Linked DNA regions of Pan troglodytes: region 2 is linked to region 1. Evidence: chromatin contacts called from public HiChIP or PLAC-seq data. All regions are on one chromosome and are shown on one strand. Each heading gives the region's core, a stretch centred on a gene start, on an enhancer-like site or on the middle of the called end of the contact. The rest is flanking DNA. Distances are from core to core; before and after follow the strand shown. Region 1 holds the start of LOC738544 (serine/arginine-rich splicing factor 8). Region 2 holds the start of SESN3 (sestrin 3).

Region 1 (7,595 bases), core at 3,231-5,730:
ACAAAAAGGAATGTATTGCTGGTATATGCAACAGGAATAGCTGGATCTTACAAACATCAGATTTGGAAAACAAGCCAGATCCAAAGTGAAAACCTATTGTATATTTTCATTCATACTCATTGCAAATATAGACCAAAGTAAGCTGTGGTCATCGAGTTTAGAACGTGATTGCCTCTGGTGGGAAGCAGGGATTGACTGGAAAGCTCCTGGCATGAGAGAATGTGATGGGGCCATGGGAATGTTCTACATCTCCTTTTGGGTGATGATTACATGGGTGTATATGAATGTTAAAAGTCACTGATGTGGAGACCTATGGTGTATGCATTTTTATTGCGTGTATTTTAAACTGGAGAAAACTGAACAGGAGACAAGACAGGAGCAGCTGGAAAAGTGGGAACCATCTTAAGAAACACTGGAAAGCTGAATGCTAGGCTGGCAGAGAGAAAACCTGGAGGGCAATGGAATCCCCAAGGCAGAACCAAAAGGAATCAAGATTTTGTGACACCAGGTACCTCCAGAGTTGGAAGTAAAAGTGAGGCTAAACACAGAGATTTTGATAAAAATCTGTTGGAGAAGTTTCTTTAGTTCCTTGGGTCAGCTCCATCAAGTTAGCATCTGGATGACTACTTCCACCAACGACTTCCACTCATCTTTCAGTGGAAAATGAGACTTTCTCGCTCCTATATTCCAGGTGAGAATTGGAGGTTGCTAAAATTAGGTGATGAAGTTGGATTGTGGACATAAAAGTGCAGGAAAGAAAGGGATTCTGACAATTTCTGGAGATGGTAGCTTGGCTCACGTTCCAACTTGGAATGTGAGAACTGAATTTCTGCTTGTTATCTTCAGCAGCATCACAATCTTATCCTAGGCAGATAGATGCCCTGGAATGGCTATCATTAAAAAAAATCTTGGATAGTAAAAGAAAAGAAACATAAACACACAAATAACTTGTAGAAAATATTACTCCTATTGTCCTCCTGTTTCTATTCAGCTACTTTCATAAATATTTTACATTCTCTTGCCAAATAAGAGCAAGCAATAGTACAGCTAAACTTGCTTCTGAATTAGTCTTCTGGAAAGTTCAGGGAGTTAGGGGTGGCTGTGCAGGGCTTCTTCAAGCAATTGCAATTAGAATTCTATGTTACTTCATCTGACAATCTCAATTTGGGTCACTCTTCTTTGTAAAATTTGCCCATATCTAGCTGTTTGCCCATGTCCAATCATAAGCTTTTGCTATTCTGTACTGTTTTGTTTTGGAAAATCAAGGAACATTAATAATGAAAATTATCTAAAAGCAAGTATAGAGCCATCTTTGTCCTCTCCCATGACCTTTGTTCCTTCATTTCTGAAGGCTTCTCTTCATTTCTGAGAAATAACAATTATGAGTTCGATGCATATTCTTCATGTTTATAGTTGGAAGTCTACAGAGCCAAGATGATATGTCAGGTTTGGTTTTAACAACTTCTCTTCCTCCTGCTACCTATTTAAAAACTCAATATTACAAGGCCTGAACAGATTGCTACGTATATAGATCCTAGTGACTCCAACAGAGTCAACAGACCTGTGTAATTTTTTATTTTATTCATTCCCCTGCTGATGGACATGTAGATTATTTCCACATCTTTGTTATGTCAAACAACACTTTCTTGAACAGCTGTGTGCATAGAACTAGAGTTCCTTGGTTATACTGATATTTGTTTTCAATTATTCTAAGAATAGCTAGGTCAGTCTACAATTTCTATCTCCATTAGCAGTGGGACAGTTCTGGTTTCCCCATATCTTGGCCCATTTTTACACTGTCAGATCGTTTCACTTTTTCTAATTTAAATTGAGAAAAAGTGTCTCATTGCATTTTCTCAATTACTAGTGATCTTGTACATCTCCTCATATTTATTGGCCATTTGGATTTCCTCTTTTTTTGAGTTGCCTTTTCTAAGGCTTCGATCCCTTCTTTTGGGTTGACTCATTGTTTTTATTGATCTGTGGAAGTTTTCAGGATACTTATTCATTGTCCATTTTACATATGACAAAACTGTTCTTCCAGCCTGTATCTTGTCTCAATTTTTTATGTCATCATTACACTGGAATGAGTTAAATATGTCAGAAATTTTCATCGTGGTTTGTGCTTTTGGCTCTTCTTTAAGATAATTTTCCCACCTTGAATTCATAAACACATTTTTCAGTATATTCTCAAATAGCCCTAAAGTTCTCTTTTATACAGTCTTTAATCCATCACTAATTTACTCTTCTAAGTAGTGCACGGTAGAGCTCTATTTTATTTTTCCCCCCAATATCAATATCTCTTATTGAATTGTCGATTGCTTTTCATGGGATTGGTAAGCCACCTTTATTATATACAGACTCCCACATATACAGTTGAGCCTTGAACAAATGAAGTGCATGGGTCCACTTATACAGGGATTTTTTTTCCCACAACTGTATTGGTAAATTTTTTGGAGATTTAGAACAATTTGAAAAAGCTCCCAGATGTATCTTGTACTCTAGAAATATTGAAAAATATAAGAAAAAATTAGGTGTGTCATGAATGCATAAAATATTTATAGATATTAGTGTATTTTAACATTTGCTACCATAAAATATGTACAATCCTGTTACAAAAAGCTAAAATTTATCAGAATTTACACACACACACAGACCATACATAATGCCATTTGAAGTTGAGATAAATGTAAACAAATGCAAAGATATAGTATTAAATCATAACTGCATAAAATTAACTATAGTAATACTGTATTATTTTAAGAATTTTGTAGCCTCTTCCTTTTGCCATTGCAGTGAGCTCGTGTGGTGAGTATACTCTTAAAATGCTGCAGAGATGCTCATCTCTGCCTGAGCAACTTTTTTCTCTCTGGTAAATTGTCTATCACAGTAAAAAGTGATCTCTTGAGTATCATGTTTACGGCAATATCCTAAAGCTTGAATAATACTATGGGGCCCAGACGAAGTGCCACTAGTGATGCTGGAAATGTTCCCAGGAAGCAGAGAAAAGTCACGACAGTATAAGAAAATGTTGAATTGCTTGATGTGTAGTGTACATTGAGGTCCGCAGTGAGGTTGCCAGCCATTTCAGACAGGCTATTCATCTTGTAAACGGTTAAGGTATCCATAAATATAGTACAGTATAGTAAATACATTTTCTCCTCCTTATGATTTTCTTAAAAACATTTTCTTTTCTCTAGTTTTCTTTACTGTAAGAATCCAGTATTTAGTACATGTCACATACAAAATCTGTGTTAATCAACCGTTGATATCTGTAAGACTTCCAGTCAACAGCAGGCTCTTAGTAGTTCAGTTTTGGGAGGAGTCAAAAGTATTTGAGGAGTTTCAACTGCACAGGGATTCAGCACCCTGAACCCCCTCATTGTTCCAGGGTCAACTGTACACGTATCTGTGTCTGGTCTCAGTATCTGTGCTTAGAGGTACTGTTGATATCAGCTCAAATATTACAGTTTGATAAGGGAGAAGTCTTTTTTTTGTTTTAAGGCATCATTTTGGGGGTTGTCATTTAAATATTTGACTCTAACAGTCAAGCTCTACCGCCTTGAACAAGTGACTTAATGTCTCAATGACTCAGTTCTGTCATCTGAAAATTGGAGGTAAGAATTTTCTTATAGGTCATAAGAATTAAATGATTTATTGTACCAAGAGTAAACCGAACAGTGTTTGCCATGTTATAGTCACCAGGTATGTTAGCTATTTTAAATAATATTTTACTATTAGAAATAAAGAGGGATTTCTGTTCATCAAAAGATATGAAAAAAAGAGAGAAATGACAAACCAAGGAGTGTGAACTGATATTGTATTACTCATATCCAGCAAAGAGCTGATATCCATTATATATAAAGAGCTAGTGCAGAGAACGCCAACCCAATAGAAAAATGGACAAAATACATAATAGGCAGCTTATGAGTAAGAATATCCAAATGGCCAATGAACACGAAAAAATTACTCACTCTCATTTGCAGTTAGGGAAATGAATTTTTTTTTTAAGTTTTAAGTGACAAAATCTCACTGTGTCACCCCAGGCTGTTGTGTGGGGACGAAATCACAGGTAAAACAAATCTTAATGCCCTCACCTAACTGGCTAAAACTAAAAAGTCTGACATTCACCAAAGGTTTGCAAAAGTGAAGAGCACTGAGCACCCTCATACACAGCTATCCTGTGTGTAAATTGATAAAAACTGTTGAAAAACAATCAGGCATGGTAAAGTTTGAATTCACATACAGTTGTCCCTTGATATTCTGCAGGTGGATGGGGTTCGGTCCTTAGTAACCCCTGAGGATTCTGAGGATTTTCAAGTCCGTATATAAAATGGCTTGGTATGCGCATGTAACCTATACGTATTTTCCAACATACTTTAAGTCATCTCTAGATTACTTACATTATGATGAAAATGCTATGTAAATAATTGTTTACCGTATTATGTTCTATTTATTTTTATTGTTTTTTTTTCTGAATAATTTCTACCCACAGTTGGCTGAATTCACCGATGCTGAAGCCAGAGGTTACAGTGGGCTGCCTGTATTCTGTGACAAGGGATCCATTCATACCTAAGAGGACACATGAGCTCCAGTATACATGTCCAAGCGTGTTCTGAGCAACACTGTAAGAGGTCAAAAGTGGAAACAACCCAAGTGCCCATCAACAGCACAAACATTTATACCATTGAATGCCTTACGGCAAGGTAACAGGATCAAGTACAGCTACATGGAACACATAGATGAGGGAAATAAAACACAAAATACATTAAAATATAAAAAGCACAATTCTATGTATATAAGGTTACATAACATTTTCAAAATCAGCAACATTTTAATTAATTTAATTAATTTAGAATTCTCCTGCAGAGTTTTCTCTCTTTTCTCCAATGTGTTAATTTATTTAATCATTTATTTACAACAGCACAGATTAATATTTATTTTATATTTTGGAATATGATATAGTGGTATTTTAGTTTGTTCCTTAAATTGTTCAAGATTTGGCCATTGGGAGCTGTTTTATTGGTTTTTGTACCCCTCTAGAATTACCCCATCAATGCTTTTGTTTGTTTTCTATTTATCACATCCTTATTTTCCAGCACTCCAAGATGCTCTCGGCCCTTTCTGTATATTTCCTTTCCAGATTTAGAAACTGTATTTCTTCATCAGTATTGCTAGATTGTTTTTTTCTTTAAAAGTGTTAGATTTCAGTTTTATTAATCATCTTTTAAAAAAACATATTGTCCCTTTTATTTGTAATTCTATTTTTATTTTAATGTTTTATTTTTTGTTTTGGTTTTGTTTTACTAATTGCTTGACTTCAACATAAAAAAAGTTTTAGAAATGTGGTTATTAATTTTCAAGTAAATATGATTGGATTCAGGTTTTTTATTTTTAACCTTCAATATTATTTCACTGCGGTCCAGATGTGCTGAATTTATTGACCTATTACATTTTAATTGACATTTATTTTGTAGTCTTGTATTGGGAAATTCTTCTGAGTGTTTTCTATATATTTTTGGTTGTTGCAGGTTATATGATCAAAATTGTTGTTTGTTGTGCAAATTATTATAGCATTACTAGTTTTGTTCTCTGCACTATTGTTTTCTGAGAAAACGGTGTTACGGGGAAAAAAACTTCCATCATGAGTGCAGATTTTTCAGTTTTACCTTATAACTCTCAGTCTTGGCTATGTGTCACTGTTATGTGTTTAGGTGCGTTAAGTTCATCACTGTAATGTTTTCCTAGTGAATTTTCTTTTTCAATAACTATAAAATGTGCTCCTTTGATCCTATCAATACACTGGATATTAATATTGTTGCCCTAGGTTTCTTTTGTTTAATATTTGTCTGGATTGCCTGTTCCCATAAATTGACCTTTAATCAGTTAGCTTTGTTCTTAAGATTGGTTTAAAACGTAGAATAATAGGGAGGGGCATGGGAGGGTGGGACGTCTAATGTAAATCCAGCCCAGTGATTACATTAGCTGGGCGCTGATTAGGTTAGGATGTTGCCCAGGTACAAGGCCAGGATCTTCGGGACCTGGCTTCATTTGGAGTTCAGCTACCAAAAGGAAACCTTCCTCTGGGTCCTGGAGTATTTGGCCTGAAATTGGGAACTCGGAAGTTGCTGCTCCAGGGCGCTCCCTGCGGAGCTCCGCCGCCTGCCTCTCCGCCCGGCCTTTCCCGGCGTCCCCACGCGGGGCGCAACCGCGAGAAAGAAACGCAGGTCGCACCGTCAGCGCCCAGAGCAGCGCCAGTTTCCGGGCCCGGGCTGCTCTCGGAGCCATGAGCTGCGGCCGCCCCCCTCCCGACGTGGACGGCATGATCACCCTCAAGGTGGACAACCTGACCTACCGCACCTCTCCCGACAGCTTGAGGCGCGTGTTCGAGAAGTACGGGCGCGTGGGCGACGTGTACATCCCGCGGGAGCCCCACACCAAGGCGCCCCGGGGCTTCGCCTTCGTCCGCTTTCACGACCGGCGCGACGCCCAAGACGCCGAGGCCGCCATGGACGGGGCGGAGCTGGACGGACGCGAGCTGCGGGTGCAGGTGGCGCGCTATGGCCGCCGGGACCTGCCCCGCAGCCGCCAGGGAGAGCCACGCGGCAGGTCCAGAGGCGGCCGCTACGGACGGCGGAGCCGCAGCTACGGGCGGCGGAGCCGCAGCCCCAGGCGGCGACACCGCAGCCGATCCCGGGGTCCCAGCTGCTCCAGGTCCCGCAGCCGATCTCGCTATAGGGGTTCTCGCTATAGCCGGTCTCCCTACAGCCGATCTCCTTACAGCCGGTCGCGCTACAGCCGCTCTCCCTACAGCAGATCTCGCTACAGGGAATCTCGCTACGGCGGATCTCACTACAGCTCATCTGGTTACAGTAACTCTCGCTACAGCCGATATCACAGCAGCCGGTCTCACTCGAAGTCTGGGTCCTCCACTAGCTCTCGCTCTGCATCAACCTCCAAATCGAGCTCTGCGCGACGATCCAAGTCCTCCTCGGTCTCCAGGTCTCGCTCGCGGTCCAGGTCTTCATCTATGACCAGGAGTCCTCCCCGGGTATCCAAGAGGAAATCCAAATCAAGGTCGCGATCCAAGAGGCCCCCCAAGTCTCCTGAAGAGGAAGGACAGATGTCCTCTTAAGAAAATGATGCATCAGGAAGCAACGTGATGGAGGACTTGGGGAAAAGGATCACATACTCAGTCTATGGAAGCAACGTCCCTGGAAGAAGAGGCTGCCTATTGAAAAGGTTGTGTCACACTTTTCTACCTTTTTGCCAGTTTGAAGCTTTGCATCAGGTGGCAAAATTCATTCTATGTGCCGTTTTGTTGTTATTCACATTTTATTGTAACTTAGGAGGTGAACGACCTAAGATTACGTTATTGGGTTTGGATATTTGAGGCAAAAATTTATTTTTATTTCTATAGTGATGACTGTTTTGGTTTGAAATGAACAGATTGGTAACCTAATTTGTGGCCTCCTGACTTTTAAGGAAACGTGTGCAGCCATTACACACAGCCTAACGCTGTCAAGACATTGCTTCAACATTGCCTTCATTCCTTAAAAACCTACAAAAGGTGGTGTAAATTAATATGGATAATT
Region 2 (6,929 bases), core at 1,784-4,283, 170 kb after region 1:
CTCACGCTCTCAAATAAAATAGGAAGAAAAAAAAAAGCAGCAGCCCTACTGCAGGGAAAAGAGGCTTGAAAAACAACTTTGATTGGCACTTGGCCTGACCCACAGAGGAAGAAAAACAGTTTTTGGACAAAGAGCGCAAATATTTGAGCTTGCTTACTTATGTGCTTTTTTCTTTCTTCCTTTTTAAAAAAAAAATGTAGAAAGAACAATCCCAAAGTGAACCGTATTTAGAGATGTTGACTAAAAACGGTACCATATTCATCTCCGCTTTCAGTCCCGATGCATTTGCACAGCTCAGCAATTTTAATTCATTTGTAGTGAACAAACAGAAGCGTCTCACCTAACGTTTCCACTTAATAAAATGTAAAAATAGAGTTTGAATACGAATAAACTGATTATAATATTACTTTGGGGCAGCTGTTAAAATCTGATCAAAAAGTCTAGAGACCTTTTTTTCATTCCCTTCCCCATCCCTCTCGCCCTTCCCCACGGGGCGATTAAGCCAAGTAAGCTAAACAATACTGGAGTAAACTTTCTATCAGTCACTCTAGGAAGCAGCAATAAACTGATGGTGCGCCTCATTTTTCTGGATCAACACGGGGGGAGGGGGGTGCTAAGGAGGAATAACCCACATCCACCTCAGTCTTCTCCTCCCCCAACCCCAGCCTCAGGAACTGGCCAGGTCGAATTGCATTTCCCATGGGCATAAAGTTCAAGATGCTTTACTGGTTCCTTTCGAGACTGAACTACAGACACAGGACTACCATCCAAACAATTTGAAAACGGGGGGCGTTGAGCAAGGCGCGCAAGGCAGAAGCAACCGAATAAACAAAAACAACACTCGCAAGAGTTAGCCACAGCAAAGAGGGGCCAGGTTCCTCGGGATCCGACCCAGCTGCTCTGATTTCACACCGACCTCCATCAACAGCTAAACTGCACAGGGAGGAGGATCGAACGGATCCCTCCCGCCCTCCGCCCAAGGAGCCGACCCGGGGTAGCAAGGTAGGGAAATGAGCCGTAAAGGAGAGCAAAGGCACCAAATAAAAGGAACAAGGGAAGAAAAAATATCCCAACCCCTCCAGACTTGGGTCTGTCCCGGCGGAAATAAAAAGCCGCAGCAGTCCAAACCCTCCTGCCCTCAACCCACGCCCCCTTTCTCAGTCCCTGCGGAGGGACGGTGCCCGGGGATCCCTCTCAGCCTCCCCCAGTGCGCGCCCGGGGACGAGCCGCCCGAGCCCCGGCCGGCAGGAAGCGACCCTCGCCGGCAGGACCCCGGGCCGAACCCGTACCTTCCGCAGCACTTTCCGGCAGTTGGTACAGAGCAGGTAGTTGGCGGCGGCCGACGGGCTGCCGCCGCCCCGGTTCATCGTGGCTGCGGGCGCCGAGGCGAGAGCGGGCGGAGGGCCGGGTCCGGGCTGTCACTGCGGCCACTGCAGGGCCGGTCCGTCCCCCCGCCGCCAGCCGCGATTCCGCCTCAGCCTCCTCAAGGCGGGATGTCGGGAGGAGAGGCGACTGCCTGAAAGCTAGCGGCACTGCCAGAGGCGACCACCGCGGCAGCTGCCCCAGCGACGGCGGAGACGGCGGCGGCTGCTCCTCACCGGCCCGTTGTTCCACCCGCCCCCATCTTCCAGACCCCCGCCCCCGCCAGGCTAGGACGAGCAGCCGCCACCGCTGCCACCGCCACCGCCGCCGCCGCAGCGCCTCAGTGCGGCCCCGCCTCCGCCGCCCCACCACCTTCACCACCTCCACGCTCCGGTACCGCCCCTCCCGCCAATCGGACAGCTCCGGCTACGCCCCCAGGGCGCTAGCCCGCAGCCAATGAGCAACGAGAGCCCGACTGGGAGTCGCGCCGGCCAATCGCAGGGGCCGAGGAAGCCTTGAATCTCCGGGCAAGTTAAGTTTATCTCCGAGGCTCGGAACTGAAGGGAGATGGCGGTTAGCTAAGTAGTAGGGTAGCAGGGAACAGTTTGCTCTCCTCTGCCAATAAGAGGACGAGGGTGTGTCATATGCAAATATACTGCCCTCCAAGCCCCACCCCCAAGATAAGCTACGCCCCCTTCTCCAGGTCCCTGCAGAAGTGGTGAGGAGAATGAGATAAATAGTTGGGAGCTAGAGCTCGCTAGAGAGTCTAAGATTGAGCTAAATATTTCCTGATCTCTCGAGAAAGGGGGAGGGGAGTGGGAGGATTAAATGTTCCTTCCTTCAGGGCAGTGGTTAGGCTTTCTCTCCACCAAAATCTAACTTTAGCTGTAAAGAAGACTGCAGTTATGTAGCACTTTGTATCCAGGGATCTCAAAGAACTTTACGCATCATTTATTGTGAACCTTGTTTTGCAAAGATTTCAGTTACTTGAGGCTTGGGAGGCGGATAGGGGATAAATGTCTGAGTTATATATATATTTACGCAAGTAATCGAGTTTGAGGGGAGAGACACAAAACCTCTGGTTTAGCGGTTTCCTCTTGTTTGTGAAGCACCTTCTAGCAGTTATCTTAGAGATGTAAGTTCATTTACTTGTCCAGCACTAAAAGGCCAAAGGGGCTTGTTTTCTCACCCAAAAGACCTTCCTGAGGCAGCTGTTCGGATACATGCAGAGCACAGCGCCCTGCTCAGAAAGGAAGGTTCAGAGAACAAATTGCCGTTTAAAACTATTGGGACAAACCTACCTCTTCTAAAGCTTAAAATGGTAAGTCAGGGTTTTAGCGTCCACGTTCTGCGGAGAGAAGGCAGACTTGACTGGGGAAAGCGCAGGCTGACCGAGTGTGGGGGGACAGACGGGTAGGGGAGCCAGGTCTCCCGAAGGGGCTAGCAATGCGCGTCCGAGTCGAATGCGGGTTCCCGATGCTAGACGCCCGCAACCTGCTCCAGAGTGAGAACAAAGGCCGGCGCAGAGCGAGAACCTGATTGGTGCCCGGTCCTCACTCGTGTCCTCCGGGCCCCAGAGATAACTTGCATCGCCTACTGGCAAGGAGCTCTGTGCTCACTGGAGCCCAGCTCCCCACCCGGCCATGGCCGTGGCCACAGGACTGTGCATTATGACATCACCTGTTTTCGATTTTTAGAACCTAATCAGTATTCTCGGCTTCTCCTTTTTTAAAGGTCTCCAGCGTACCAGGATTTGTGAAGGCCTGAAGTTCGTAGAATGAAATCTATGTGGAGATGATTTAAAAGAACGGTTTCACTGGTTTGCATTTCTTTCTTTTCTTTTTAATTAAAAAAAAAAAAAACAACCCTGGTTTCCTTAGGGATTCAGGGTGGTGTTATGCAAAATCGGAAAGGTACACTTGGAGGAGCTAGCAAGTTTAGCATATCAAAGCTATTAGACCAATTTGTGCGGTTAAAACTGCCATTCTCATTTCTCAACAGCTGTCTCCTCTCTGTCCCTTTTTAGAGACCAACACATATAAACCAAGTCTACACAAGAAACAAAGGTAATGGAAATCTGCTAGTATCAGGTTTAAATAGATCAAAATAGAGTAGAAAACCCCAAAAGGGTCTAAGTTATGTAGTTGGGTAAAGGTGTTGATCTATTTAGCCAGTGTTAGCTAAAGGTCGCTTGATGCTGTGTAGACATATATAACTAAAGAGCAATGAATGGTGTGGGGAAGGTGCTTAAGATTCAGTTAGAAGAAACTGTAAAAGCAAGTAAATTCAGAAAAGGAGGGAATTACCACATGCCCTTCGATGCAGAGAACCAAGAAATGCAGGGAGAAAGTCAGCAAGGCACAGTTTTTCTAAGAAACACATATGTGTCCCCATTTAGTGGTAAATTTCTTGGGCTATATTCCTGGCTGGTTCTGGCTTTTAAAGCAGATTTTATTTGAGTATATTTTAAAGGAAAGGAGAAATTGAAGGATGAAGTGAATTTTTGTGCAGATTGAATTTTCTCAAATAGAATTTTAAATTCATATTGTTTTCTAGCACATTCTTCTTATAACCTTTTCTTTTCTTTTTTCACTTGACAGCTAAAATCCTTTCGAAATGAGTTCCTTTAATTTCTTCAGTAACTAAATCCTCCAGAAAGGAAAGCCGAGAGAATCTAGTCCTATACAATAACACCCTCTAACAAAGATCGCTAAAGGAAGATTTTAGTAGATGAATATCTTCAATAATACATGGTCACATACATGTATCTGACCATATGATGGCTCTCTGCACCAAATTCCTCCAAACTATTATAATATGTATTGTCTGTAGTGCTATTTATTTGGAAGTTAATCATGTATTACATTGTGACATTTCTTACAGTGAACCATTATGTATGTGTTTATGTTCTGCCCTCAACTACTCAATGCCAGTACCTTATTCTTAACACAGCAGCCACCCTTTCTGATCTGTCCTCACACCCTCATTCCCATCATAGTTATTCTCCTCTCTCATGGAAATGTTCAGTTTCTGGACATCTCCTTTCTCTTCCATTCTTCACCTGACCTTCCTTCCTTTCTTGGCCAGCCTGAATATTATAAAGGGAATTTTATTTCAAACCCAGGATCACACTTAAGAGGAAAAGAAACAAAAGCCAGTTCTTTTTATTGCACATAGAACAAGGAGAAACTCCACCCCTTTTGTTGTCTGGTATGTTTAAAACAAGAAAGAACTTTAGAAAAGTAGGATATGAGTGAAAATTACAACCAATGTTGATAACTACTTTTTAATTTTTTATTACAAAATTAGGATGATACTTCATTAAACATTGTACATCATTTCAAAACTGTTATCTCATAATCATGTTGCTTGTTTTGGATTATTCTTTTAAAGTGTAATTTTTTTAAGCAAAGAATCCATAAAATCACATGGCTTGGATGTACCATAACTTACTTAATCCTTATGCTATTGTTTAATATGTGGGTTGTTTCAGATTTTTCATGATTGTAAATAACAAAATAAACTTCCTCATACTTAAGTTTCTGGCAGCATCTCTGATTCCTAGGCCTGGAATTTCTGAGTAAAAGGGTATACATATGTCTTAAGGCTCATGGTGCAACTTGCTATAATATTTTGTGGAAAGATTTGAATAAGAACACAGGTGAGAGCAATCATTTGAAAGCTATCATTCTGCATAAGGCCCATCAGTATTCCACCTACCTCTACCTTAATCCCTTTCCCTTCTTCCTTCTGCCTGGTGAATATCTTCTGTTGAAACACTTCCCGAATCAAGCACTTGTCCAAGCATCCATAGTGCCCCTCTATACCTCTTCTTTACCAAAAAGCTCACTAGGGAAATGATAGGTTTAACTCCTGTTTTCTCATTAGACTTCAAACCCCTTGAAGGCAGGGATAGAGTAACGTTTACTTTGTATCCTTGGCTCCTAGCTCAACTGATAGGGAAGTGCTCAAAAAAAGTTTTGGAGAAAGTAATGAATTTCACTCTTTATAAAAGCCCCCCAATAAATGCGAATTGAATTGTTCAGAAAAATCCACTGCTTTGAAGCAGAGAGATTAGGTTCATGTTCTTACCTGTCACCAATCCTTCTCTGACATTGAACGTATTAACTATTATGGGTTGAGCATCATTCTCTCTTTTATAAAATGAAAGTTGTTACCACAAACTGGAGGTGTAGGAAGGGTTGAAGGAAAATTTTTGTGTTTAGCACGTTTGATTGAAGTTACCCTGTTAATAATATGCTGTGACTTTGGACTTGAAATTGTTTACTTCTTTAAATATTCTCATTCTATTGACCAAAGAACTGAGTTCCTCTATAGTTTCAAAATAAGGAGTTAATTGAGAAAAATCAGTTACTAAAGATATTTTTAAAACTCCATTTCTTGAGACAATAGGTCACTTTCTAACATTTTGCCTCTTCAGTCTTCTTTTTCTTTCTCAAGGGGACACCCAAAGCATTTGGATTGCTGGGAAAGTGCTGCATTATTTACACATTTGCAAATACTGTAATTTGTTTCTTGCACAAAGGAATTTACACTTCACACAATTGTAAATTGATTGCTCCCTCAGAGCTGTTAATTAGATTCCTGCTATTTTTTTCTAAGGCCCAAGACCAGTACTACTCCAAAGGAGAAATAAGAGGATCTGTTCTCAAAAGGCCACTACTTTAGTTCCCACCCCATTCCACCTCTTCAATCACCCACCTCCACTAAGATTATTCTTATCGAAGCTCATTTTTCAAAAAACAAATATTCCACCAGGACCCAAATTCCTGTCAGCTTGCTCTTCTAACATTTCAGATCAGAGTTTTCTGTATTTAACCCCACTATAAAGCAGACTACAAAAGGCCTACAGATGTGAAGGGTGTGGTTAATTTGTTTGGCTTGCACAAAGTCAGCCAGCATGATGCTTTTTAAAAATTTTTTGAATTGCTTTCAAATATTCCCAATTCAGGATTTTTTTTTTTAAACCAAAAATCTAGATTTCCATTTTCTTTAGAAAAATTGTCAGATCTGGTTACACTGGGCTTATATTCCCACAGGGCAACCATCTGTCGAGCTCACTACCTGCTATTTGGTTTGGACATGCACTCTTCTGTTTACTAAGGTCCCTGCCACTCCCTAGGGGTTATAATTTTGCCATTTTATTTACATTATCTTCTTGCCCTTTGTAGGGATTTGAATTTGCAACCTCCATAAACCTTCTCCAGCATCTAAATTACTGATCTGTTAGTTATCACTGTTAACTTTATCAGAGAACATTAATTAAAAATAAATTTGTCACCTCTTTACTATAACAAAAGGAAAGGGGTCACATGCAAGCAATATTGTGATGTATGATGTATGATGATGTCAGGTACCCTGAAAAAAAAATATATGTATATTGATATGGTTTGGCTGTGTCCCCACCCAAATCTCAACTTGAATTTTATCTCCCAGAATTCCCACGTGTTGTGGTAGGGACCCAGGGGGAGGTAATTGAATCATGGGGGCTGGTTTTCCCCATGCTATTCTCCTGATAGTGAGTAAGTCTCATGAGATCTGATGGG

Evidence for each region. HiChIP or PLAC-seq counts read pairs in DNA pulled down with a chosen protein or histone mark.
Region 2: an H3K4me3 HiChIP or PLAC-seq map of stem cell-derived excitatory neurons shows a contact between it and region 1, with 2.5 times the contacts expected there. The contact joins the promoter of SESN3 here to the promoter of LOC738544 in region 1. A contact is called at or near these places in 1 of 7 Hi-C or Micro-C datasets (stem cell-derived neural progenitor cells) and 1 of 1 datasets of contacts at active chromatin or transcription factors (stem cell-derived excitatory neurons).

What each region holds. Positions count from the first base shown.
Region 1 is chr9:97,168,268-97,175,862 of NHGRI_mPanTro3-v2.0_pri, forward strand. LOC738544 (serine/arginine-rich splicing factor 8) reads left to right here and starts at 4,481. Exons shown (of 2, transcript XM_009424020.5): 1 at 4,481-7,242. The coding sequence starts at 6,287. The coding sequence ends at 7,135.
Region 2 is chr9:97,341,451-97,348,379 of NHGRI_mPanTro3-v2.0_pri, forward strand. It overlaps SESN3 (sestrin 3), which reads right to left and starts at 3,034. Exons shown (of 11, transcript NM_001280335.1): 1 at 2,664-3,034.